2 separate regions of the Mus musculus genome follow, and region 2 is linked to region 1. Evidence: chromatin contacts called from public Hi-C data. All regions are on one chromosome and are shown on one strand. Each heading gives the region's core, a stretch centred on a gene start, on an enhancer-like site or on the middle of the called end of the contact. The rest is flanking DNA. Distances are from core to core; before and after follow the strand shown.

What was found. A called contact is a pair of places that touch in the nucleus more often than the background predicts.
Region 2: a contact with region 1 is called in a Hi-C map of cortical neurons, with 3 times the contacts expected there. The contact joins two enhancer-like sites. A contact is called at or near these places in 80 of 484 Hi-C or Micro-C datasets (the 3T3-L1 cell line, 3T3-L1-derived adipocytes, the AML12 cell line and 49 more), 8 of 115 datasets of contacts at active chromatin or transcription factors (CD8 T cells, T-cell acute lymphoblastic leukemia, bone marrow-derived dendritic cells and 4 more) and 1 of 9 other capture datasets (embryonic stem cells).

The regions. Positions count from the first base shown.
Region 1 is chr13:111,232,820-111,239,192 of GRCm38.p6, reverse strand. No RefSeq gene overlaps it. Among named protein-coding and RNA genes, the nearest start is that of 3110015C05Rik, 6.6 kb to the right of the region's middle. Within about 2 kb of position 3,237, at least 66 of the 459 cell types and tissues checked have an H3K27ac peak or open chromatin away from gene starts, as enhancers often do. A contact at or near this core is called in brain, cerebral cortex and cortical neurons, where this site is marked.
Region 2 is chr13:111,389,193-111,396,505 of GRCm38.p6, reverse strand. No RefSeq gene overlaps it. Among named protein-coding and RNA genes, the nearest start is that of Gpbp1, 97 kb to the left of the region's middle. Within about 2 kb of position 1,910, at least 13 of the 459 cell types and tissues checked have an H3K27ac peak or open chromatin away from gene starts, as enhancers often do. A contact at or near this core is called in brain, cerebral cortex and cortical neurons, where this site is marked.

The DNA.
Region 1 (6,373 bases), core at 1,988-4,487:
AACAAGCAAGCAAAAATGAACAAACCTTTTCACACATTTCAAGTTCTTAGAGAAGTTGTTTCTACAGTTATATTTGTAGGCTGTGTGTGTATCTTTGTGTATGTGTACTTGTCTCTGTGAATGTGTATCTTGTGTCTTTGTGTGTTCATATATATGTGTGTGTCAGTGTATTTGTGTCTGTCTACCTGTGTGCATGTGTGTGTGTGTGTGTGGGGTCACATTATGTTTGTTTAGAGAAAAAACTTATGTCTTTCAAGACATGGTTGTGTTTTTCTTCCTGGTTTCTTTAGTTTATACATCTGTCTGTCTGTCTATCATCTATCATCTATTTACTTATTACTGTCTATTGTCTGTCTGTTTGTCTATCATCTATTTACTTATTATCGATTTTATAATCCCCCCTCTCTCTTTCTCTCTCTCTCTCTCTTTCACACACACACACACACACACACACACACACACACACACACACACACACACACACATCTAGTGTGTAGGAGTTTTTGCCCATATCTATGTCTGTGTTCCACATGCATGCCCGGTGTCCAAGGAAGTTAGAAGTTCAGATTGCCTGAAACTATAGGTAGAGAAGGTTGGGAACCACCCCGTGTACGCTGGGAACTGAAACAGGTCCTGCAAAATCAATGTTTTTGCAAAATCAATGTTTTTTTAAACTGCCGAACCATCTCTCCAGCCACAACTTGGTTCTTCTTTGTATTCATTTTATTTGAGCTAATATACCTTTTAACATTTCATAGTTTGGTAAAAGTGAATGGATCACTGTGATTTATAAGCGGCCTGCAACTTATTGCTATCTGGCTATGCTCTGGAGAAAATGATGTGTTGAAAGAAAGGTCTTACAAGAGAATTCTGGGGCCACTCTGTACTGCAGTTAAGCATGAGAATAAAATCAAACACTTGGTGTCCTTATCAGAAACACAGGCTTTCAGTCTCATACTATACACTCAGACTGGAGATAAGTGATTTTTTTCTTTTCTCTCTTTAGTGTTATGAAAGAAAAACATGTGGCAGAGATCCTGCCGCTTATGGTCTTGGAATAAGTAGTGTGGCATTTGGAGGAAATTTTCCTCTCTTCCTCTAGATGGCAGCAACATTCTTTAGCACCTAACTAGGCATCTCTGTTGCTAGGCAAACTTGAAATAAAGGGAGCAGCTACAAATCCTGACTCTTTAGACTTTGCGCTCAGGTGTATATAGTACCTTTACTGTACTATTTATATGACCACTGGTGCAGGACTCTATTATTTATTAGTGATATTTTTTGTTTTTGTTTTTTGTTTTGTTTTTTGTTTTTTGTTTTCCTTTGTTTTGCTTTGTTTTGTTTTGTTTTGTTTTTTGAGACAGGGTTTCTCTGTATAGCCTTGGCTGTCCTGGAACTCACTCTGTAGACCAGGCTGGCCTTGAACTCAGAAATCTGCCTGCCTCTGCCTCCCCAGTGCTGGGATTAAAGGCATGCGCCACCACTGTCCGATCTTGTACATCCAGAATGACTTTGTATATACAGGACCATTTGTATTTATAGACCAGGGTTTCTCAGCACTGCTGTTGTTGATGTTTGGGGCTAGATATTTCTTCGTGATGCTAGTATTAAAGGCATGTACCACCACACCTGAAACTAACTCTCTCTCTCTCTCTCTCTCTCTCTCTCTCTCTCTCTCTCTCTGTGTATGTGTGATATGTGCACCCCTTGTGTGTACTACCCTAGGAGTCCAGAAGAGGGCATCAGATGCTTTAGAATGAGAGTTGCAGACAGTTCCTAGTTGCTATATAGGTGCTGGGAATTGAACTGGTTCTGCAGCAAGAGGGACAAAGTGCTCTTAACTGCTGAGCTAGTTCCCCAGCCCCCTCTTGGGATATTTTTAATGGAGGGAGAAAAAAACCAAAACAAACTAATGACTTTGAAAAGATAAAGTAAAGATGAGGCACATGTCATCCTGAAAGAAGATAGATAATTTGGAGTATAGTTTCTTATTAATAATAAGCACAGATATATGGTTCCTATACTTTTTGATTCTTTTTGATGTTAGCAGGTAAGGAGGAGAAAAACTATACTTAAAAAAAAAAAGCTCACTAGTTAGGAAAAATGCAGAAGTTTAAAACTACAGTTTTAGCCAAATTTTAGGATCACTCTATTCTACTTCCTAGTCTAAATTGGGGTTCCCTAGTTCAGATATGAACAGAGTATGCCAAAAGCCAGTACCTGTAGCTTCTCAGCTTGTGTCCCCTTTTGCTGAGCAAGGGGAAACCCAGCTTAAAAGTAAAGCCAGAGCAACATACTACAAAATCACCTCCTCTCAGCTCCCCTTCCACTGTGCATTCCTTGGCGAAGCTCCCCCCACACCCCGTCCCAGCAGGCTGAACAGTTAAAATAGATGAAGTGAACCCAAGAGCATGAGAACATCACGAAAAGCCCTCTTACCACCGAGGCAGGAAGTTGCTGTTGATCTGTCCCACATGCTCACGGTGCATTCCAGGGAAATGGCTTGGAGCAGGAAACACACGTGAGAGCAGATCCCAAATCTGGTTCTGCACAAGTTGCCTAGGTGCCCTTCACATCTGCTTCCACTTAGGAACACCTCTGGCTTCAGAGGAAACAGGTACTTCTCTAAACAACCAACCAAATCCGGCTTCAACATGCACGCAGAATGCCTGGCTAAGTGTGTTTCTGGTGAAACGATGAAGGCCAGAACCTAGAATCTGCACAAGACAGTTTGAGTCTTCTTTTCCTGGACCTAAACAATAGCGACAGAGTCACATGAGGACTCCCAGCTTATGAAATGGCTTAATCCCGAGTGAGCTTGGGGAAGGGATTGGAAGAGCAGAGAAGGCAGTTCAGATGGATGGAGCTGGTCTGACCTTTGAAGACAGCAAGACACTGCTTAAGTTTCTAATACTGTTGGATCAAGCTGTCAAAAACATTGGCACCACTGGAGAAAGAGGCTATTCTCTACAGCCTGTTTCTTCTCCCACGATTCCTGTGACATCCAAGGTTGACAATGGAACAATAGTTCACTACTCTAGAGAGATCCTTTGGAGAGCTACACCCTCCCTGGGAGAGCCACTTTGCAGAAGCCCTCCCAGCAGCCTTGGCTTAGCCGAAGCCCTCCCACTTGGCTTAGTAGCCTCTATCTTTCCACTGCAATGCAGGTCACAAAGCCCCGTGTGTGCTCTGGGAAGCCGCGGATGTGAGGGCAACTGAAGATCAATAGTGAACTGGGTTCAGTGCCAGGGATGGAACTTGACTCCCCATTCTTGTTCCAGAACTCAAGCATTTTGGCTCAGCTAGGGCCAGCCTGCTCCTGTTCATGGAGCTGTCATTTGGTTTTGGTCATTTATGCACCATTTGCTAACTGCTTATAATTCCTGGGCAATTTCGCTCAGTACATGGGAAACAAAGACAGCAAAACAAGGGGGCTGTTATGTTCTGCTCTGCTTTCGTCAGTGAATGAAATTGGCTGAACAGAGTACAAGCTTTCTTTTGCCGCATTGATTAATATTTTTTTTCCTGTATGACATAAACAATTTTAGGAAGAAAATGTGTGCTTGTGAGATAAGTGCAGGATGCCCTGTCTGTTTTTATAAGTATAACATTTATCCGTCTATTTTGGCAGGGAAATAGGTTAGAGTCTGAAAATTCACCATTCAGTCAACAAATCTGTGAACTGATACAAATCAACTGTCGCTGTCAGAGCTGCTGCTGTCCCACATTGGCTCTGGGTAATTAAAGAAATTGGGGGTCCCCTTGGCAGAAAAGACCCCGTGCTTGAGGACATGGCCTCTGTCTTCAGCACCTTCAGCTGGGTTCCTTTCTATAGTGTGTCAACCCCATCTGTGTAGAGGGGGGAAAGATCAGGTCATGCATTATGTCATTAAGTTAGACGCTTTCCTGACAACATAGGTCTTGAGCAGACAAGGAGAGAGCTCCTTCTAGGAACACAGCAAATGCAAAGATGTCACTATTTATTCTGAGGGAACACTACCAAAGCATGCTGGGTTCTTGTCCCAGAAGTTCCTCCATGCAGCTGGGCCAATCAAGCCTGCTGTGGGCTCTAGGAAGGCTTGCAAACTATAGGGAGAGGGTAAAGGAAGAACTCAGCACCTAGAGTGCTGGCTAAAATTAGGAGCCTTCACAGGTTATTCCAGTGGGCAGGTCTGGCTGCAGCCTGCTTTACACATGCACCCCACAGCTGTCTGCTGAGGAATAAGGCTTTCTAGTGTCTCCAGGTTGACATCCGTGGCCTCTCTGTAGCCTTCTGAGTATGACTGTAGCCCTGATCCCATTTTATTTTTTTCTTGAGCCAGACAGGCTCAGATTGCGATTATATTTTGGAGCCAGAAGGCTGGGAGGGCTATCTGGAGTCTTGGAGTCAGCTTTTTGTGGTTTCTTTATCGTGTAATTCTAGTAAACACAATCCATCAGCCTGTCTTACACAGGAAAGGGCATCATTTGTAGGCAGTCCTCAACTTATGAATGGCTTGTGTTCCAAAATTTGTTTGTGGTCAGTTGTTGGGGCTGTAGAGGCAGATCCCCATAGTAACAAATTTGCTGGAGAAAGTGGTAGTTATGACAGTCCAACTGATTGGTTGTTTCTTTCCTTCCCTGGCCCCTCTCTCTGTGCTGGGGATCTAACCTAGGGCCTTGAACATTCTAGATGTATTAGCATTTTCTCTGTTAATGTGATAAAATACCCTGGCCAAAACAGCTTTAGAGAGAAAGGGTTTATTTTGGCCTATATTTTCAGAAGTTTAGAATTCAGCATGGTGGTGAAGGAGAGAACAAGAGTAGGTGAGGCCAGGATGTAGAACCTCAAAGCCAGTTCCCAATGACTTACTTCATCCTGCAGTGTTCCATCATCTCTCAAAGGTTCCATTACATCCCCAAAGGGTGATATTGGTTGGGGACCAAATGCTCAAACATAAGAGTCTATAGGGGACATTTTACACCCAAACAGTGACACCAAGCAAGCCACCACCACTGAGTCTCAAGTGCCTGCCTTTTGCTTTACTTCCTCTCTGAGACAGGGTCTTTCAGGGTGGTGCAGGAAGGCTTCAAACTCTTCATCCTCCCCGAGTGCTGGAGTTATAGTCATGTGCCACCACCTGTAGTTTCCTTACTTGACTTCAGGGGAAAAAAATCAAGCCACTCTCTATTTTTAGATTGAATTGTATGAAACTAGCAAAATAGTTGAGTCACGATATTTTTCTACAGATGCAACCTGAAGTAGATTCTGTTTATCTTTCCACCGTCCTTCTCTACCCTCCAGTCTCCTTAAGTCTCTACCATTTTCGTTAGGTAAAATGTAGGCAAAGAATACAGACTTTGTAGAGAAGCAGGCATGCAAACGAGGGGAGTGTTAGCAGGTATGGACTTGCACGGCTTCTGAAGGTGAATGGGGTGCAGCAGGAAGGGGCCAGCAGATTCCAGACAAGCATCCCTACAAACGCCTTCAAGGTAATTTGGAGGAACTCTAGTCTGCCCTTTGTTGGAACTTGTCTTTGGGGGGGCAGGACAGAGACAGCTGCGGTGCTGTCAGGAGCAGGGTAGACAGCAGATGTGGGCTGCAGACCTCTGTAGTCATATGCATGGACTTGAGACAGTGGGGCGTGTGTGGGTGTGGTCAGCGAAAGTAACTGCATTGACAAGTGATGTGTGTGTCCTGTTATGAGTCAAGGGATAGGAATGTTGCTTTGTGTGCAGTGTGTTGCAATAGAAACAGAGGTGCAGTATGTCCTTTTCGTTTTGAAGGAAAGTCAGGCTATGTGGTTTCAGAGCTCAGGGTAAATGCTTGGCACACAGTATGTACATGGGAAGAGTTGCCTGGGAACCAAACAATGCCCATCAGTTTTCATCTGTTTGCTATGGAAAGATCAAATTTCAATTTTATGATTTTTCTTAAGGGGAATGTAGTAGATCTCAGAAAAGAAAATTATCCATTTGTGTTGGCTTGGACAATGATTACTTTAGGAGAAAGATATATTTATTTAGATAATGGTTTTCTTCATTATTTTAATGCTCATTGTCTATTTGATGTAAGAACTTTTCTATTTTCATTGGACTATGGCCTTCCTCCAGCAATGCATGTTCTTATCCCAATAGCACATAAATTAAAAGATTTTTTGCATTCAACATTCATCCATGGCAAACTAGCTGAGAGTTGGACTGCTCCAACTGGATTCCAGGTCAATTAGAGGTACCTCTGTATCGTACCGAACTTGGCTATCAGAGGACAACCGCACATTGACAGAGCAGATAATAGTGGAAACAGGATGTAAGGAACACAGAAGGTTCAGAGATTAGAGAGACTCTTTCCTTTTCCTCCTTGGCCAAGTCTAGGTAAATGAAACCATCGCAG
Region 2 (7,313 bases), core at 661-3,160, 160 kb before region 1:
CGAAAGCCAGTGTGCGTGTGTCAAAGCCCCAGTGTTCCAGAGCTGATTTTCACCCTCAGTTACAAAGGATTTTGTCCTTTTAAGGCCTGACCTTTTTGAGGGCCCCATGTGTCCCAGAAAAAGTGTCCACTGGCTTTTCTTAGGCTACCCCTGAGCTGACCACAAGCTTTTCCTTCTATTGGAGTAGGTATGATTTTTGGGATAGTGAGTCCAAATTGGGTCAAATCAGAATTTTCTGGAGCAGAGAGCTGGCACGTCTGAAGAAAAGCCCTGTAGTTCGGCGGTTCTCAACCTTTAATATATTTCTCATGTTGTGGTGACCTCATAACCACAAAATTATTTTCACTGCTACTTTATAACTGTAATTTTGTTACTGTTATGCATCATATAATGTGTTTCCCCGATGGTCTTAGGCTTCTCCTGTGAGAGGGTCTGTCAAGTCCTAAGAGGTCACAACCCACAGGCTGAGAACCTGTGGTGTAGTTTCCCTGATTTTAAACTGAATTGAAGTGATTCTGGTGGGAGCTGAAAAGAGCCTGGATTCATCCAGGGTTAGAATGGCATGGGAGTTGGGGGTGGGGGGTGGGGTGGGGGGGTGAGGGGGTGAGGGGAGGTGGACGGGATCAGGAGTTGGAAGGGGTTAGGAGGTGAGCTCGCTTTTCCACCCTTTGGCTTGTGGAATCCTCCTTCAGAGGCTCAGACAGAGGAATGGATCCTCTCTCTGGAACCTGGCTGAAGAGATCTACCAACACTGGCTGCTTACCTCTAATCGAGTGAGGTTTGTGTGTTTGTGTGTGTGCATGCTGCACAGTGTGCGGATGGAAAGGGAAATGTGGTCATAGGCCATGCCCGTGGGGAGGGCAGTATATGGATACAAATGTGGATTTCAAGGTGATAGCCCGGGGGGTCAATAGCAATGGGTAGAAAACCACCAGAATCCAGAAGAGAGACAGGACCGATTCACAAAGTCTCAGAAGGAATTAACCTTGCTAAGACCTTGGTCTTAGCCCTTTAGTCTCAAAAGTGTGAGGCTACCTTCCTGCTCTTTAAGCCACCCAGTCTAGGGTGCTTTGTTATAGCAAGCCTAGCTAAGCAACACCCATGGGAATGTTGGAACTTTCTGGAAACAGGTAGAAGCTTCTTCTCGGGCAGGCTGATTGGCCCTGACTACCCACACCGTCCTATTGTCATTGCCAATCACGTTTTATTCTGTGACCTGTGGTCTCACTCAGCCCTAGATCTCCTGTATTTCTCCAGTGGAACATTGCCTTGCTGTTGCAGGCTGTGTAAGTGGGGGCCAAGAATGGAGCTCTTTGTTTAGAAATTGCGTGGTGTACCTAAATAACAGCTATGAGCATATGGAGAACTTTCAAGCCAGAGGCGTTTCAGAACTAGGCAAGGGAAGAGAGCCTTCATTTGTCAAAAAGACATTTCCTGTTCAGATCCATCACAATCTTCCCTGCAGCCTCCCTTCCTGTCCCTCCTCCCCAACCCCAAATATATAAGAGGCAGCGTAGGCCCAACAGGATGTTAGAAGAAGTGGATTAAAAAGAAATAGCACATCAGATAAAACGGGGGAAAAAAAACCCCAAAAGACCACTACAACCTCAGTTCTTTCCACTTACTTAGGCATGAAATTCCACCTGCCAGCTTTTCCTGCAGACTGCTAGATTGTATGTAGTGGTCTGTATGCTTACACCCCAGCTCTGAAGCAGGCAGAGCCAGGTTCAAGGTCCACTCCAAGCCAGCTTGCTCCAAGGATGAGGTAGGGCTGGCTCTCCAAGGTGATCTCCAGTTCAGGCGCCCTGGATGCTGGCTGCTCAGTTCCCGTTGCTGATGCTCCACAGCTTCAGAGCTCCTGGCTCTGGAAAAGCCCCATTGGAATGAAAACACCTCACTGGCTGCCAGGGAAGTGGTGAGGGAGGCAGTGAGTGAGCGAGCGGGCGAGCGGGTGAGCGAGAAGGCAAGGAGGCTGTACTTGCTCATGTGTGAGAAGGAGGTGACTCCTGGGTAGTTCATATCCTGGTTTCACACCCCATTTACAGAGTGTCCCACAGATTTCTCTCTTGTCACCCAAGCCACAGTCCTGGGAAAGCGCCAGTCTTCCAGTTGCTTCTGTCACAGATAGTCATGGCTTCATGGTAGGCCTTAGTTAAAGGGAATTTTTAAAATTAATCTTTTCAGGTTAGCATACAAAGTAATGGGCTCATTATCGAATTTTCTTTTCTCTTTTCCTTATTCATTTTTTATATCCCTAAATGTTGCCGCCCCCCCCCCCCGCCCTCTTTACAGATTTCTTGCCCCATCTTCCCTCTCCTTTGCCTCTGAGAGGGTGCTCCCTTCCCCCTTGCCTGGGGATCAAGTCTCTACAGGATTAAGGGCATCTTCTCCCACTGAGGCCAGACAAAGTAGCCTGTGCTACATATGTGCTGGAGAACTCAGACCAGCCTGTGTATAGCGTTTGGTTGGTGGCTCAGTCCCAGGGGTCCAGGTTAGTTAACACTGTTGTTCTTCCTATGCGGTTGCCACCCCCTTCAGCTCCTTCAGTCCTTCCGCTGGCTCTGCCATAGGGCAATTCTGTCCATTTTATCCTTTTGTTGGTTTCTTTGTGAATGTCCTATCATGCCACCCAGTCCCATTCACCACCCCCTCCCCTCGTACCTGCCGCCCACCCTTGCAACCTCCCCGCAACAGAGGAAAAAAAATCTCTATTGTGTCACAGTGTGTCCCATGGTGTACCCTTCAGCCTGCTTCTTTGCTTGTGAATGTTCATTGCAATGACTCCTGGCTCAGGTCGGAGGCCTCTGGCTTCTGCGACTCTGTGAATACTGGATCCTCACGGAGACTTCTCTCAGGCATCCTGATGTTGCCCTGTGTCATGGAGATGCTTATTTTTGCATATGTAGGACCTGCTCCTTCATGCACTCCAGCAGTTCATTGGTAGATGTTGGGGTGGGCAGGCCAATCTCAGAGCCCAGGAGCTGGGCCTGGGAGGGAGCTGAGCTGGTCAGCCCATCCTTATGGTACTTTTGTATATGTGATATACGTTTTTTCTTCTTTTGTTCAACTCCCCTACGCCCTCCTATTCCCTGGCCCCACACTGCCCCTCCCCCCCAGCTCATTTCTTTTCTTTCCACAGTTAGACCATGCTGTCGTCTTTGTGTGTGTGTTTAAGAGTTATCTATTTATTTCATGTATATGAGTACACTGTAGCTGTACAGATGGATATGAGCCATCATGTCATTGCTGGGAATTGAACTCAGGACCTTTGCTCGCTCCAGCCCTGCTTGCTCTGGCCCCAAGATTTATTTATTGTTATATGTACGTACACTGTAGCTGTATTTAGATACAGCAGAAGAGGGCATCGGATCTCATTAAGGATGGTTGTGAGCTATCATGTGGTTGCTGGGATTTGAACCAGGACCTTCGGAAGAGCAGTCAGTACTTTTAACCGCTGAGCGATCTCTCCAGCCCTATGTTGTATTCTTCGAATATGTTCCTTTACCCTATCTCCTACCTCCCTAAAGATCTCTTTCTCTTCCTTTTTACAGCCCCTCTCAGTTTCGAGATACACACACAATTACTTTTAATTTTTGGTTTTTCATACAGAAGCAAACACATGGGGTTTGCCTGTCTGAGCCTGGGTTTTTTTCTCCTGACATAAAGATGACCAGTTGCATCTATTTTCTTGAAAACATCATGCTCTCATTTCTCGTCATGGTTTGTGTACACACTGTGTTTTCTTTATCCACTCATCTGTTGCTGGACTCCTGATGTGATCTGTATCAAAGCTACTGTGAGTGCTATTGCTGTCATGGATGTGCAAGGATGGGCTGATGGGCACTTGATCTGCTCTATATCACGGCTGCTGTGAGTGCAATTGCTGTCATGGATGTGCAAGGATAGGCTGAGCTGCTTTCCTGCAGCAGCTTCGGAAGGGGAACTCCCATGTCCATCTGTAACTGCAGCTAGTCCCCACAGTGACAGACGTGCCTAAGGATATGTACATCCTTGTATAACGATGACCATGTGCTTTCAAGGATGACAATGTCTGGATATACCTTTTGACAACTCTCTTTATAACTGCTAATTCATAGCGAGATTTAGAACATAAAAATAATAGTCATAATCCCTAATGCTCAATTTAGAATGTGCTTCCCCACATTCCCCTCACCCCTCTGCCCCCCCAAAACCCAAAAAAACCTGTGCACTGGGAATGTCACCTCCAGAGCAGCAGCATGAAAGGGGGACTTCTGTGAAGTGCTTCAGCCTCAAGGACTCTGTCTTCGTGAATGGACTGATGTGGGTTTTAGAAGGACCGGAGGATGAGAGTGCAGACTTTTACTCTCACTTTCTCTTGCATGTTCTCTTGCCTTTTGCTGTGGGTTGGTGCAGCAGGAGGACCCATGCCAGGCAGGAGCCCGTTGACCCTGGCCTTCCCAACTTTTAGAAGAGTGCTCTTAAAATCATTAAAGTACATTTGTTTATTCAGCATATGCTCTTGTGTGTGCGCATGCTCGTGTGTGTGTGTGTGTGTGTGTGTGTGTGTGTGTGTGTGTGTATGCACATGCACTAGAGGATACCTTGCAGAATCTTTTCTCCTTCTTCCGTGTGGGCTGTGGAGAGGGAACTCATGCCATTAGGATTGGTGACAGGTGCCTTTAGCTGCTGAGTTTTGTTTTTTGTTGTTGTTGAGACATCACCTCACTGTGTAGGACTAGCTGACCTGGAACGTACTAGGTAGAACAGGCTGGCCTTGAACTATGTGCCTCTGCCTTTCAGAATCTGAGATTAAAGGCATTGGGCCACCATGCCTTTAACTACTGAACTTGCTTAAATCAGTGGCATGGTTTCGAGCTTGCAGTTATTGAAGCACAAGACAGGTATGATACGTACTGATACTTGCTGAATGTGTGGTCCACGTGAGAGAATGGAGAGCACAAAGCATAAAACTAAGGAGGTCAATTTAGATAAAATCTATTTAAGACCTTCCATGTGCCAGGATGCGCACTATTCTTTGTTATGTGTTTGTATCCTGGGCATAGGGTAGAAGTATGAATTAGAATCATTTTCAGAACTTATCCTGAATCATTGGAGAAGGATCATTTATATGGATGACATGAAAAATTGTATTAGAGTTTGAAGGTTAGCAGGAAGAAGGTAATTATTCAAAAGAAAAAAAAGAAACAAAATAAACCTCAAATCCAGCCAAAACATTTTTTTCCGATTCACTGAATAGTCTAATCCCTGAATGTTTTCAAGGTCAAGATTCAACCTTGCTTAGAAATAATTGGCTTCTTGCCTCAAGTCAAGAGTTTGGCTTTAGAGCCAAGCATACTAATCAGAAACAGCTTTTGGAGAGCTCCATTGTCCCACCTCCACCACAGTGACTTATCAGCTAGTGAGACCTCAAAGAAGTTTGTGCTGTGGATGATCAGGAATTTGAGCACTGGGTGACCATGGGGAGGAGCACTGGGTTACCAGGGAGTTGAGTGCTGGGTGACCTGGGTGTTGAGTGCTGGGTGACCTGGGAGTTGAGTGCTGGGTGACCAGGAAGTTGAGTGCTGGGTGACCTGGGAGTTGAGTGCTGGGTGACCAGGAAGTTGAGTGCTGGGTGACCAGGGAGTTGAGTACTGGGTGACCAGGGAGTTGAGTGCTGGGTGACCTGGGTGTTGAGTGCTGGGTGACCTGGGTGTTGAGTGCTGGGTGACCTGGGAGTTGAGTGCTGGGTGACCAGGAAGTTGAGTGCTGGGTGACCTGGGAGTTGAGTGCTGGGTGACCAGGAAGTTGAGTGCTGGGTGACCAGGGAGTTGAGTGCTGGGTGACCTGGGAGTTGAGTGCTGGGTGACCTGGGTGTTGAGTGCTGGGTGACCTGGGTATTGAGTGCTGGGTGACCTGGGTATTGAGTGCTGGGTGACCTGGGTGTTGAGCGCTGGGTGACCTGGGTGTTGAGCACTGGGTGACCAGGGAGTTGAGCACTGGGTGACCTGGGAGTTGAGTGCTGGGTGACCTGGGTGTTGAGTGCTGGGTGACCTGGGTGTTGAGCGCTGGGTGACCAGGGAGTTGAGCACTGGGTGACCTGGGAGTTGAGTGCTGGGTGACCTGGGTGTTGAGTGCTGGGTGACCTAGGTGTTGAGTGCTGGGTGACCTGGGTGTTGAGTGCTGGGTGACCTGGGTGTTGAGTGCTGGGTGACCAGGAAGTTGAGTGCTGGGTGACCTGGGTGTTGAGTGCTGGGTGACCTGGGTGTTGAGTGCTGGGTGACCAGGAAGTTGAGTGCTGGGTGACCAGGGAGTTGAGTGCTGTCTTTAGCAAGTGATTCTGCATTTCTTTTTTCCATTTAAAGTTGGTGAAGAGTTTCTCTAAGTTGCAATAAGAGAAATACAGCTTGGAACTCCCATAAGTAAGCACAAAGGAACCTTGATAAGAACTCCAATGGAGTTCTTTCTATGGCAACAGAAAGGTCCCACAACCCCCTGGAGAAGAAGAATTGTTCCTGTGTTCCCTTACATGTCTGTCTGTGTATTGCCTGGAGAGAGTCATAGCAGGAAGGATAGATAGGCAGTCTCCTTTTCTTGTTGTCAAAGCACTCGGGCATTTTGGATCACTCAGATTGTGGTTCATGAAGCGAGTTGTAGGAGAAAAGAGGTAAATGTCACCTAGCCATCGGTAAAAGGAAACTACAGATTAGGTACATGAACGAAATAGAAATTTAAAATTCGGAGATCGTAATCATGGCATTGTCAGGGGTTCAACATCTCACTAAATGTCAATTATTTCATGGTCCAGTATGGTAGCGTAACCTCTGGGTATCATGTCTACATTATAACAAGGAAAAAAAAAAGAAAGGCTATGAATAGGTATGGCATGAAAACAGAAAGAACTATTCAGAGGGGATGGGGAACCCACAAAAGAAGGCTGGGGCTGGCAAGATGGTTCAGTTGTCCATGCTTGGATTTCTCTAGTAAAAATTGCTCTGCACCCTACTTGGACTTTCTCTGTGTTTCTCCAAAGAGACTGGTTTGATTTTGAATCCCAACAGTAGTTACTCTTTCACAGATGCCAGAGGCATTCACTGGGGGTGGCCTGAGTCCACAGGAGCACAGTGTCACTTCCAACAGCAGCTTGATGGACAAACACACTTGGAGGTGGTGGGGCTGCAGCCTGAGAGTCTGCATTCCTAGAAAGTTTACATGAGATGGATGTAGTGGGGCACAGACTGTGCTCTGAGTGTAATGGGTTTAAAGAAGCTTCCCTGTGGCCATCCAAGTCTTAGCTTGTAGTACAGCATCAAGGAAGAAATGGGCTGAGAGAG